2 separate regions of the Drosophila melanogaster genome follow, and region 1 is linked to region 2. A link is a contact called in public Hi-C data. All regions are on one chromosome and are shown on one strand. Each heading gives the region's core, a stretch centred on a gene start, on an enhancer-like site or on the middle of the called end of the contact. The rest is flanking DNA. Distances are from core to core; before and after follow the strand shown. Region 1 holds the start of CG14369. Region 2 holds the start of lncRNA:CR45914 (long non-coding RNA:CR45914).

Region 1 (6,078 bases), core at 3,100-5,599, 130 kb before region 2:
AACCTTTTTCGGGGGAAGCCCCCAATATTGGGCGACACATTAGCCGACACTCTGGCTGTCAGACAGCGACAATGACATCGCAAAGTGCCCTGTCATAATAATAATAGCAACAACAGCGAAAACAGCAACAACAACACTGCAGCGACGCAGGGCAACAACCATAACAATTAAGCTATATCAAATTGAAAAAGTTATTTTTTGTCTCACAACCTGTCATTACCGCGGCCGTATAAAAAAGATTAGCGGAGGTGGGGTCGCCAAATGATGATTAAGCAAAATGTGCCTCAATGTGAGCATTTTAGATCAAAGATAGGTGCACTGAAAAAAAGTTGTTTGGAGAATATTCAATAGAAATAGTACAGCAAATTGCAAAGGTTAGCTACTTTATATTTTTGTTAAATATATAACTTATTTGCTACTTTTTGCCTAACAAAAAAGATTTATTTCAGTACTTTTCACTCTTTCAGATTGTTTTCTCTGCACAGTCGTTTACACATCAACATATTCACGTTTATGCTTTCACAATGGCTTTGCCCTTAGCCGAGTTTTATGACCTAGCAAACCGTAAATCAACGCTAATTAAATAAAAAAATTGCTGAGCTATGGTAAAGGAATGGGCTAATTGACACGGACCTTAGATGTCGTTTACCAATATTAATACAAAACTTTCCCATTAGGTTCCATAATACAGTCGAGCACATGTCAAAACCAACTTTTTTTTTTTTTGCTGATACCGTATCACCGTTTGTCCGAATCTAAGTCCTTTTACTTTTTTGTTCCCTTTGCAGAAGTCTCGCCAGAAGTCCTGGATACAAATACGAATTTAATAAAGCGCATGAGTTGCATACAGCGATTGGAATTGGGAGCACTAATGAAAGAGTTAATTGAATTTTGTGCGCATGTGTCCACAAAAGTATTGGTTGCAAGGCGGCGACTGCAAATATGATTATAATTATTAATTAAATCTGTATTGTGTTGCATTCCGCGGTGGTTTTTCCTTTTAAAATCTCACTCCTTCTCGCGCTGGATGTCAGGCGACGACTTATCGTCGATCCGGAAAAGTGTGAAAAATGAAAAGGAATGCATTTGGTTAAGGATTAATTGCAGTTCAACTGTTTTAATTGAGATGATTTATATATCGTTATGCGGCGAACGAAAAATGGTGGATGCACTTTTCATAATCTTTAAATACCGGAAAATATCTTATCGTGTTTGCATAAGGCCTGTTTAATTAAAGTACTTGTATAATTTTAATTAAAAAAAGGTAATTTAATACCTGGGCTTAGATAAACGTGCGTGAAAATGTTGAACATCGAGTTGTGTTAATTTTCCAAGTCTTTTAAATTATTCTTTATGTTGGTGGGGGAAGGGATTTCACGCTGCTGTGAACTCCTTCTGCTCAGAAATACCTAAGCTTTAATCCTTTCAATTGTACACACACAGATAGAGCCCACAATTTCGCAGAATTCAATGAACACAATGGGTTCATTGCTTGAGGGTTTAACTGGCTCACATTTGCACTTCTTCCGGGCAACTTGAGGCATGGCACGTCATTGGGATGGGGTTTTCCTTTTGAGAGCGTATTCAAGGATTCTAGCTTATTATTCACATGATGCTTTGCTTGACCGTTTCCTGGCCTGGCCTGCTCGATTGGCCGGCAGTCGCCGGAATCTCTTGGAATCCGCATGGTCTTCCAAGAATCTCGCTTCTTGACCAATGCCTTTTATCATTAGTTTCTATTTGAGTTAAGCTCTCCTGCACTGGCTGGGCATTTAATTAACTCGACTGAAAGTTTGAATTTGACTTGCGTAAATTAATACATTGGCCTTGTTATTGGCCTCCTGTTGAACACTGGGCGGAAAATGGGTACCGCAACTATGCCTCCTCATCCCCGCCCCAGTTACCATTACTTGGTATCTGCGGATGGATGAGCTCTCTGGCTCTCTGGCTTTTTGGGGGAAAAACTTCACTTGCCACCGAGCGAACCCTTATCAACTTTTGCCACTGCGTTCAGCTAACTTTGCTTATAAATTTCATTCGAGTCATTTGTTGACACACCCATACACACGCACTCAGCCACAGAAGTAGATAGTGATAGCAGGAGAGACAGAAAGAGAGAGAGAGAGAGAGAGAGAGTGGAAAACTCATCGAACATAGATAGCACGCAGACAAATGCACACAATACAAAAGTCGCAAGTCGCGGAAATCGCGAAAAGTTGTTGAAGTTATCTGGGCAACGCAATTTCTTGTTCTCGTTTCGCTGCCATTGTTTATAGTTCGCCTTTGTATTTGCAAGTTTCACCCGAATGTGCAAATAGAATTAAAATACGACGGAGACGGAACTAACCCAATTCTGATTTCTCATTGCAGGGGGTTTTTTAGGTTAGTTCTTAAAATGGGGGATATTGGCTAGAATATCGAAATGATAAGTATTCCACTTTAGAAATTAGTTACAGCAAAGTGCAAGGTACATTTCAGATGGTTTGCACATGTATGTATAAGACTGGCAAAATGTTATATATTTTTATTTTATAAATATTGTTATTTAATATTAAAATATTAATCATATTAATATAATTTAAATGTTTAAAATAGCAAATACCCATTTATCATAGCGAACTATGAAGAGTATCTTTAAATCTGGAATATCTAGTTTAAAAACAGCTTAGTAGTTACTAGGTACCACTCATTCGCTTAACCCTTTTACCATCGTTCTAGTGTCTACTCTGTGCGCATTGCACTTGTTAATCGGGGATAAAAAGTACCCGGTGACACCCACAAACAGCGGGCCATGACTTTCTTTTATAACAAATATATTCATTTCATACTCGTTCGGAGGCAACAAATCGCGTGACATGCTGACAGCGGTACTTGGCCCTCGTGTTGCTGTTGTTTCTGCTGAATTTGTTGAGTGGAGAGTGTAAAACTCAACTATTGTCTTCATTTTTCTTGCAAATCATGCAAGGCAATCTAAAATGTTGACACATTGGCAAACACATATGTGGTTGTATGTTCACGCCGACATGGGCAAATCGGCACATATTTATATATTGTAGTATAGGGGTGAGGAGTACAACGGCAGCCAGGAACATTGTACACAAAAGAGGGTAAGAGAAAAAAAAGAAAGAAAAAAAAAAAATATTTGGCGCCCTTTTTGCCCATGTCACTCAAGTTCAAGGTTTACACGCTGTCGGTTAAGGTTACGCTTTTATGTATTATCGCTGAATTGTCACAAGTCTGCGCTTTGTCTCGCAACGAGCGCTTTGAAAAATTACAATAATTGTTATTTACGCATATCTGAACATGAAATGTGTCAATTGGCAGCCAACGAGCTAGCAAAGCGAACGCAACGCAATGAAAGAACGCAACAACGTGGCGTATGCGTAATGTGTGAAAAGGGACACAAGGTCTGGCACTTTTGTCGGGCGGCAAATGAGTGGTATTGGGTGGTGTTCGGTCGGAATGGCAGTAGTGAGGGTATTTGCGACGAGCATCAGACAAATGCTGTCAAGCCTTCATAATTTGGTTCATAAAGCGATTTAGGTATAAGCTTCGAGAGGGTGTTGTGAGTCCCTGGTCAAGCCACAAAGCCACATTAAATGATTTTTCTCGGTTCGAGTAGGTTAAATAGGTTACATAATCCTAAAAATTCGTTTTAAAATTGCACCTTTCACATAAAACAGCAACATGAAAGTATCGTGTTCGTATTGATTGAGTTATACAATTTTCCCGGCTTTATTTCATATGACTTTTTGCAATCGTGTTTTGACTGCTCCTGAATTTTTTATAAACAAATTTTAATTGCCTCCAATTAAGATACTTAAAAACGAACACCTATCGCATTGAAAATAATGTGCTTGGTTTTTCATTTAAAGTTGGGAAAACATAGCTATAGAAAAAAAGTTCTGCATAATTTAATGTTAATAAATCTATTAGCAGTATCTTTATTTATATTAAAATAAATAACATTAGGGTATCCAATCTTCATTGCATCTGCTGTTTTGAGTTCCTATGATTCTATACCACATTGATTGGCTCGACTAATACGTCACATTTGTTAGAACCTTTTTTTTGTCTTCAGCTCTTGTACTGCTTTTTATTGGCCACCAATTTTTTGCGGGCGTTCTGAATGAAGGCATTAGCATTGGCTTCAATTAGCGAGCTTTAAATTTAAAAACAAACGCCAATGGTGTTGGCATTAAATTCAATCGAAGTACTCACTCTACATATAAATAGGAAACAGCGGCGGCTCTTTGACTGGCAGTTGTGTGGAAATCATTGACGCGGTTTGTCGATTGAATTAAATATAAATATCATATTTTCATCGTTAAATTAAATAATTAAATATGCCATTGCCATTGCAATTGCGATTGCTGTTGCTGCCTCTGGCGATGATTTTGCTGCTGGGCACGCACTTGAGTGGCGCGTCGGCTGTTGACAAGGATGTGGCACCAGTTGGCTATGTAAAAACGGATTTGCTGTCATTGGAGCAGGAAATTGGCGGCGCTGCGGATTCGCAGCGAAATCTGCTTCCGGTTCGTCGAAGGCGTGGCATCTTCTTCAGCGGCAGCATCGGCGGATTGCCGTTCCTCAACTGGGCCAGTGGCTATTCTTGGGCATATCCTGGCTATCCGTACAACTACTATGGCTCACCATCGCCTGGCTATTATGGTTATGGCAGTGGCTACTATCCCGGCTACCTGGGCTATCAGAAAATTATCATCGGTTAATGCAGATTTGTGAGAGAACGAAAAGACAGAGCGAAAAATCGATTAGAGAACCCCTTTTCAATGTGAGATTATAAATAATGGCCAGGAAGGAGCGGCGTCGACCCTTTCGCAGTTTGTTATTTTACTTATTGTTGGTGCTTTTAAATTAATTTGCCGGACACAGGGAAAAAGTTGAGCTAAGTTGAAGAGGTGGGGCGCGTATAAAAAAAAAATGAAGAACATGAAATTGCACAATTTATATTCATTTTGCACAGATTTTGCATAAATCATTTCGCAGCGACCAAAATGAAACGCGTAACATAATTTTTAACCCTTGATAATTTTTTATGACAAGCATTTTCGTTATTTTCCCTCCGTGGGACCACCTTATTTGTTGCTGCTGTTGTTGTTGTGGGGCCGCAGCGAAATGCAAATAAAGCGGATCAAAAGTTTGCTGTTAAAAGAAGATTAATTGCAATTTGGTGGCAAGACCTGAAACATTTCGAACCCCACAACAACCCATCGAAAATCCGCTGCCCAATCGGCGCGGTGGGCAATGGGCGGTTGGTAATTAAATATTTTTAAGCTGTAAATGGTTTCCATTTACGTGATGCTGTTCTTATTTTGTATTTGCAATCAATAAAATTCATTAAACGCACAACAATAACAACCAACCAAAGAAGGGAACCAGCCAAATCAAATAAAATACATTCCTCAACGGTCTTAGTTTCAATTGCCACTCCACCGGCAGTTGTAAATTGTTACTCTATTATAAGTGCTGTCCTGCAGTTGTTGCAGTTTCGCAAGTGGCTATTGTTTATTCATTCAGATTTATAATCATTTTATTGCCGAGGTATGCTCAATTTTTTAATCAATTTACATAATTTATGCCCTTTTTATGAACTTCACTCCCAATGGGATCAGATGAACGCATTCGGTTTGTGAATTGTTGAAGAGAGCGCAGCGGAAAATGTTTCAGTTTTGATAGTTGATCTGCTATAATATTGAATTATCGTTATACAAGCAGTTGTCACGTTGTAAATCATTAAAAATTAATTATCGATTCAACAGGACTGCTGTAACAGCAATGGTGATTTTTGCCTTAACAGTCTCACAAACTCAATGGAAATGCATTTTTATATTGCCTGCTAAATGTTAAAAATGATAGAAGTATTAATTAGTGGGCGAATTGAAATAATTGTATCCATATATAATTATATAAAACTAAATTGATTTATTTTTTTGGTCATACATGGACGGATATTTAAAATCTTCAACATACATTAAACCATGATTTCAATTTAGAGTTCTGCTTAATATTTCAAGAGTTTTAAAATTACTTTTAGTTCTATACGATAGGGAAACTTTG
Region 2 (6,146 bases), core at 1,291-3,790:
AAATTGTTAAATGTATTAGCCAAATAAATGGTACTCTAATATTCAAGCGGATTAACCACAGCTTTGTTCTCTAGCTTTTTTAAAGATAAATAAATAATAATAATAATAATGTTTAAATAGCATTTTTCTACATGTAACTTCTTCTTGCGGCAAGATAAATTCTAAGTTTTAACCTACTTGCGTCAAGTGTATCGATGCGAACCCAGGAAGAGCATCTCCTCCTGGTGGCAGGCCATAACTACAACTGTAGAATAGATTGTGTGTACAAATTGAGAGGATATATATTTTTTTCTCATTTCTGCAAACTGAATCGCTGTTTGTCGGATGCTCACTGATATTGTAGTTAGGATAGAAGCGCTCCTGCCAGCCTGCCTTCGCAAGGAGCCCGCCTCCTTCGACGCTCCCCCGATTACAATCAATATAAATCACATTTACCCAGAGCGAAAATGCTTTCTACTTCAGTGAAGAAGCCAAAAATTCATACGCAACAGGGGAATTTGCTACTTTTTTACGATATGCGTATATGCGTATGTGCCTGTGTGTAAATGTTTATATATTGTACAACAGCAGACACAGTCGCAAGAGGGGGGATTGAAGGGGATATCTACAGATGGCGCCGGCTCCTTTACTCCTACTTTTTCCACTTTCGACTTACCACGTCTATTTTTTTCCATTTGCCCAGGATACGAAAAATACAAAAACCCCCAAAAAAGCCAACAGGCAGGCAGGCAAATATGCAACAAATTCTCATTCAAAACACGCACGCAAATTTCTCCAATTCGCTGGTTGGATAAAAAAAGGGAAAAGCTGGGAAAAATCCAGAGGAGATGGAGGGGGGAGTCCTAGACCTGGCGATGCGAAACCGATGCCAAGTGTAATAGAATGAGGATCGAAAAACGTACAACAAAGGATGGCATAATAATAAAAAATTTAAGATGTGTAAAAAACATAAAAAGAAAATTCATTTGCGCCAAATTTGTGGATTTCACCTTAATCTTTTCATGGCTCCACTCTCCCCAAAGCCAACAAAGTGTGCGAAAATCGATGTACCTATTGAGTGGGTTACCATTTGGCCCATTTTCCGGCTGCAGTTATGGCCGGGACGGGATGGAAAGGGTTACAGTAACGCCCTCGTCCCTTTTTATTGGTTTTGTGGCCGGAAAAAGTGGGCGGGGACTTTTAGTACACCCATTTCCCAGATCCCCGCGCCGGCCGTAAGAGCTATTTAAGTTGACTTGTCCTGCTCTCCAGTTTTACAATCGCTTACTTGGAATAACGTGCTCCATGTCTATCCATATGTATGTGCATATATGTATATATATACCGTGGCCTATTTGATGATGTATGCCCCGTAATAAGGAAGCTGTACAAGCATACATACGTATGTATGTGGATACGACTATTCCAGATACGAAAAGAATCTTGGATTCACACTAGATATGGAAATGGACGACGGTCCGCCGTTGACAGTGCCCACTACCTACTTGGCGATCCGCTCCAATTGAATTAATTGAAATTCTTCACTCAACTAAGTGAGCACACATCAACGAATCAGTGGAGTGTTCGTGAGAACTTGTAAATACTTCCAGCAATCGCAAGCTTAGTTCCTTCATCCAAGTCTTAATTTTTAGGACAGCTCCACAGTGCGGGTCATTTATCCGAATGTCAGTTGGTTTCCCCTTATCAAATAATGTCAAATAAATTTAAATATCCTGTCCTTACATCATATATGGAAATAAATGTTTCATAATATAATATAAATATAATAGCATACTATTAAACCTCAACAAATAAATTTCAAATCTTCTGAACGGAGGGGTGATAAGCGCAATTGCAATTAAGATATCAAGCCAATGAGAAGCTCAATAAGTGATGCAATAATTGGAATTTATTACACTTGCCTCAGAAGGTCGAACAACTTTGGTAAAGACTTATCTTATTAAAAGTAAAATAACAAGCAAGATTTATTTAAAATTATAAAATATTTTTTAAAACCACTTCTTCATCAAGCTTTTCGCACAATATACAATGAAATAATATATCTAAAACAGTTATATTCGTGCACATATTTATATTTATGTTTAACTATGTGCAAACCGTCTTTCAAATAAATTATTTATATTGAGATTAAATGGACCATTAAATGGTCCGTACTAGAAGTTGAGTGTGAGAATATGGGAATCCCGGCATTTTATTTGCCACCTCCCGAGCACCCACATCATCGCACATCATCGTCTTAAGCGGCAGAAGTGCATAATGCCCGAATCCAGAAGTGGACAAAAATTGAATCTCCCCGGCATATGGTTATAATCCCGCCAAGCGTATTAGCAACTTGGCCAGCGAATGGAAAATGGGAAATTGGGGGAGTGTGTTGGTCAGGGGGGAGTTGGGGGCGGAGGTGGAGGCGGGTGACGGAGGACCAGCCTAATCTATTATGCGGCTGGACAATCTGTTTGTGTGAAAAGCCGTCGGCGATGGTGATTTAAGATCCGAGATGGAAAACAAGCAGAACTGTAACGAGCCAGAGAGCGAGTGCGATTAAATAATCTCACATGAATGGGAGGCGGCTATTTCGAGGCGAATGCTTCTATTTCAATTTCAATTTCAGTTCAGTTTCAATTCGACTATATGCGGGATAGTTGAGATGGCCGGCTTAGTCAGTAATCAACTGCAGTTCGGGGTGGAAAGTGCCAAATGGAAAGTGGGCGGGGAAATCGCTCTTCTTGTTGCGGAATTGACGCGCACCAATACACGGACACTGTGCTCCGTTACGCATATGAGGGCGATCTCTTACACACACACAGGCCCGCACACACACACACACTCGCATCGGAAGACACACACAGGGAGAGTAATGAATTGATGGTTATTTTCAAAAATCCAACGACTGTCCGCGCGATCACTGCACAAATCAGTTGTGGAATCGCCCTCGAGCGGCAATGTTCTCCGCGTTCTCGAACTCGGACCTCAGATCTTGGACTCCCGAAAGCCCAGTGAAATCTATGTATATCTATGCAACATCAACTGAGGCATAGTCGAAATCGGTACTTCGCACAATCTAGCTCGAGTCGGTTCGAGTTGCTCATCAATTAAAATTCCATATTAGTATGCACGAAAATATATATGTTTTGAGATCGACGACTACTGGTCAATTCTCCGTTCGGGGTTAAGACCCTACCCAAGGCGCGATAATCGCAATCAAAGTTCTCGTCGCCGAGCGGCCACCACAGCAACATCCACAGCAACAACATCAGCGATGAGACTTTCCGGCGAGTGGGGATCTCTATCTCACACCCACTCCCTTGCTTGGAATCACCAGAAAGCTAAAGTATGTATGCGATAAACGAATATGCTCTACATAATTCACTTTATTTCAGCATGAAAACAATTCAGTACATTTTAAGGTTAAGGAAGCCAAAAACAACTCTTTGAAGAAAAAATAGGAGGGAGAAATATTAGAATCGATGGTGTGTAAAAAGAGAGTTAAATAAGTTTTTTCTTAGAAATTCTATAAAAATAAAGCTGCAATTAAAATGCAACTTAAGCTATAAACTATCTCATTGACTAATCTAGGTGATTTGAAAAAATTCCATTTAATTAGTAATGTTTTTTCTCGTAAATAGCATCTTAAGTGATTATATTTCACGCCATTAAGCTTCAATCATATCAAATCAAGTTTCACTCAAATCTCTGCACAAATCGTGAAATGGGAAAATCTAATAGACCAAATCAAAATGTTCTGCGATGACAAAAGCCGTAGTTAATGCCAATCAGGAAATGCAACAGATTTTCCACGACGGCCGTTGCCTTAGCTGTTGCTAAATCGGACTCAAATAACTAAGTGTTATTGTGCTCTGATTAATCTATGTATATTCTAATTTAGCTGATGAATGCATTCAGCCCATCCAACCATTTGCTGTGCATCTTGGGCTGACAAATTGTTGTATTGTCGTATTCTGGCTCCTCTGCTTTTCTGACAAGTACTTGACGCTTTTGCCCCGGCAGCAGTGGCAATCATAATCGGGCAATGCGGCAACAATAAGACTCTGTGGCAGGCATCGCATTGTATGTAGTTTCATTCGTTTTATTCGTTTAAATTCAATTGACTTTGAATGCTCCAGCAATGAAGGCAGCAGCGAAATAAAAACACAAACACTCAGTCACACAGCCATACCAGCCACATCGTTGTCGTCTGTCATGGAGCAATTTTGAACGCTGCCGGCGAATACGGGCATCGGGCATTGGGCATCGGGCAACGGAAAACGAATGAGGGTCAATTAAGCCAATTTAAATTTAATAAACTTATGTATTATGTGCAAGAGGTTACTAGCCGTACACGACTTGCAATGATACACATCTACATGCAGACGGACTGCGAGGAGGGAGGGTCGGGAAATTGAACAGGAATTGTAGAGAAATATTTATATTTTTTTGGGGGAGGAAAACATTTTGATGAGACAGCTGCCACAGAAGGTTAAGTATCTCGTACAGATATTAATAACTCAGAAACTAAACGATTAAGTGCATAGTTCAGAACACAATAACCTTACCGAGCGGATGGAGGCATCTTTGAGCTGTCACTTGTGACAGTGATCCAGAGAAAGTACTTTCGCACTAATTGATTTATCATTGCAGAACATGGGGCCACGGAACCCGGAGAATATCTCGAGATCAAGGGTGAATATTGGATGTTAAAACTAGATGTACAGTGTGCCGCCTACTTACCAAGTTCGCTTTCCTAAGTACTAGTGCCGCAGGAGTTAGGTTCGTGTCCGCAATACCTCCTGCTGCCCAAGTGCTTATTAAAGCGGCGAGTTGCCCAGCAAAAGAATACACGCTGCTCAGTGTTTCGATTCCATTTAGTTATAATTTAATTGTATTTAATATTTCTCCTAATAGTTACAAAAACTAGGCTTGACAAATTATACTAATCTTTGCGTTTTACCGTTCGTAGCGCACAAGTATCGCCTGCCGCCGCATATATTTCGGGATTAAGTGGCAGCAATTCTCTAAGATACATACACTTTTTTATTCAGATACATATACTATCCTCAAGCTGTAAGGTGCCCGCTCCAGGGAAGAAACGCCACTGTAACCTCAGTCTGAGTTTAGAATTCAGGACTGAGGGTTTCAAGTGCCAAAGTGCGAGGCTCTGGAAGGGACACACACCCTTCGGATCGCTCCGAAGATTTTGTACATATGTTGCGGCATTGCAATTGTTCTATAAATGCTTAATTTAATCCTAGATGGGGGCAACACAACGTACATCGGAGCGAACGGCACATTTCGTCCTCACAATAAATTATGAACTATATACAGTTGCCGGTTCGGAGCGGTTAGACAATTTCAAATTACAGGGAGAATCTCAGAAAACCGGAGTGGAGGAGTGCCAGAGTACCGGACCACCGGAGCAACGGAATTCCGGAATACCGGAGTGCCGGAGAGTTCCGGCCTTCTGTATAATCATGTATGTACATATCGCTTAGACCGCTAATTAGGACTACTTAGGTCTAGTTAAATACACGTATGTGGTAGCTACACTTAAACACTCGAGTTAATCGAAACGAAAATCAATAGGTAATACTTTCATAGAGGATATGGACATGATATTCTCACAAATGCGACTCCCGCAGTACTCTGCCGGGAACTCTGGAAGAGTGCAGGTCCTGTTCAGATTAAATGGATATATATTCGTTTATTGGTATACTAAATATGGCGTAAATTAGTTGCAATCGGCCTGCTCAAGTTTGCTTATGTTTCTTGCATTTTTTGCGCACAACAATGATCTCGGGTTAGCTTAGCGAGCGTTAGGATGTCGGCGATATGTTAAGTTGACAGCGTTTGTTTTTCGGAATAGGATAGGGTATGGATCTGGGTTCCAGGATATCGGGATTTCGGATATTGGATATTGGATATGGGTGTGTGGGTGAAACGTTAAACGATATGTTCTTTAGAAGTAGTTTCGTTTACTGCTCTCTCTCTCTCTCTCTCCACGAGAATATATTCCTTATCTGGCTTGGCTTAATTACAACAACAGATGACAACGATTATTTACAAAACGAGTGTATTGCAGTTACACTTTTGGCATTGCATTAAGTACACAAGATGCTTACGAGCTAGGAGAAGTCTTTCCTCAAACCATGCGA

Evidence for each region. A called contact is a pair of places that touch in the nucleus more often than the background predicts.
Region 1: a contact with region 2 is called in a Hi-C map of the Kc167 cell line, with 2.6 times the contacts expected there. The contact joins the promoter of CG14369 here to the promoter of lncRNA:CR45914 in region 2. A contact is called at or near these places in 17 of 107 Hi-C or Micro-C datasets (the Clone 8 cell line, the D17-c3 cell line, the Kc167 cell line and 7 more) and 1 of 6 datasets of contacts at active chromatin or transcription factors (the S2 cell line).

Annotation. Positions count from the first base shown.
Region 1 is chr3R:13,590,928-13,597,005 of dm6, reverse strand. It overlaps CG14369, which reads left to right and starts at 4,349. Exons shown (of 1, transcript NM_142038.2): 1 at 4,349-5,374. The coding sequence starts at 4,392. The coding sequence ends at 4,730.
Region 2 is chr3R:13,462,889-13,469,034 of dm6, reverse strand. It overlaps lncRNA:CR45914 (long non-coding RNA:CR45914), which reads right to left and starts at 2,540. Exons shown (of 1, transcript NR_133392.1): 1 at 2,313-2,540. It overlaps side-IV (sidestep IV), which reads right to left. Exons shown (of 17, transcript NM_001260157.1): 17 at 4,851-6,146. mir-252 (mir-252 stem loop) reads left to right here and starts at 4,724; the gene lies at 4,724-4,816. It also overlaps asRNA:CR17025 and asRNA:CR46354.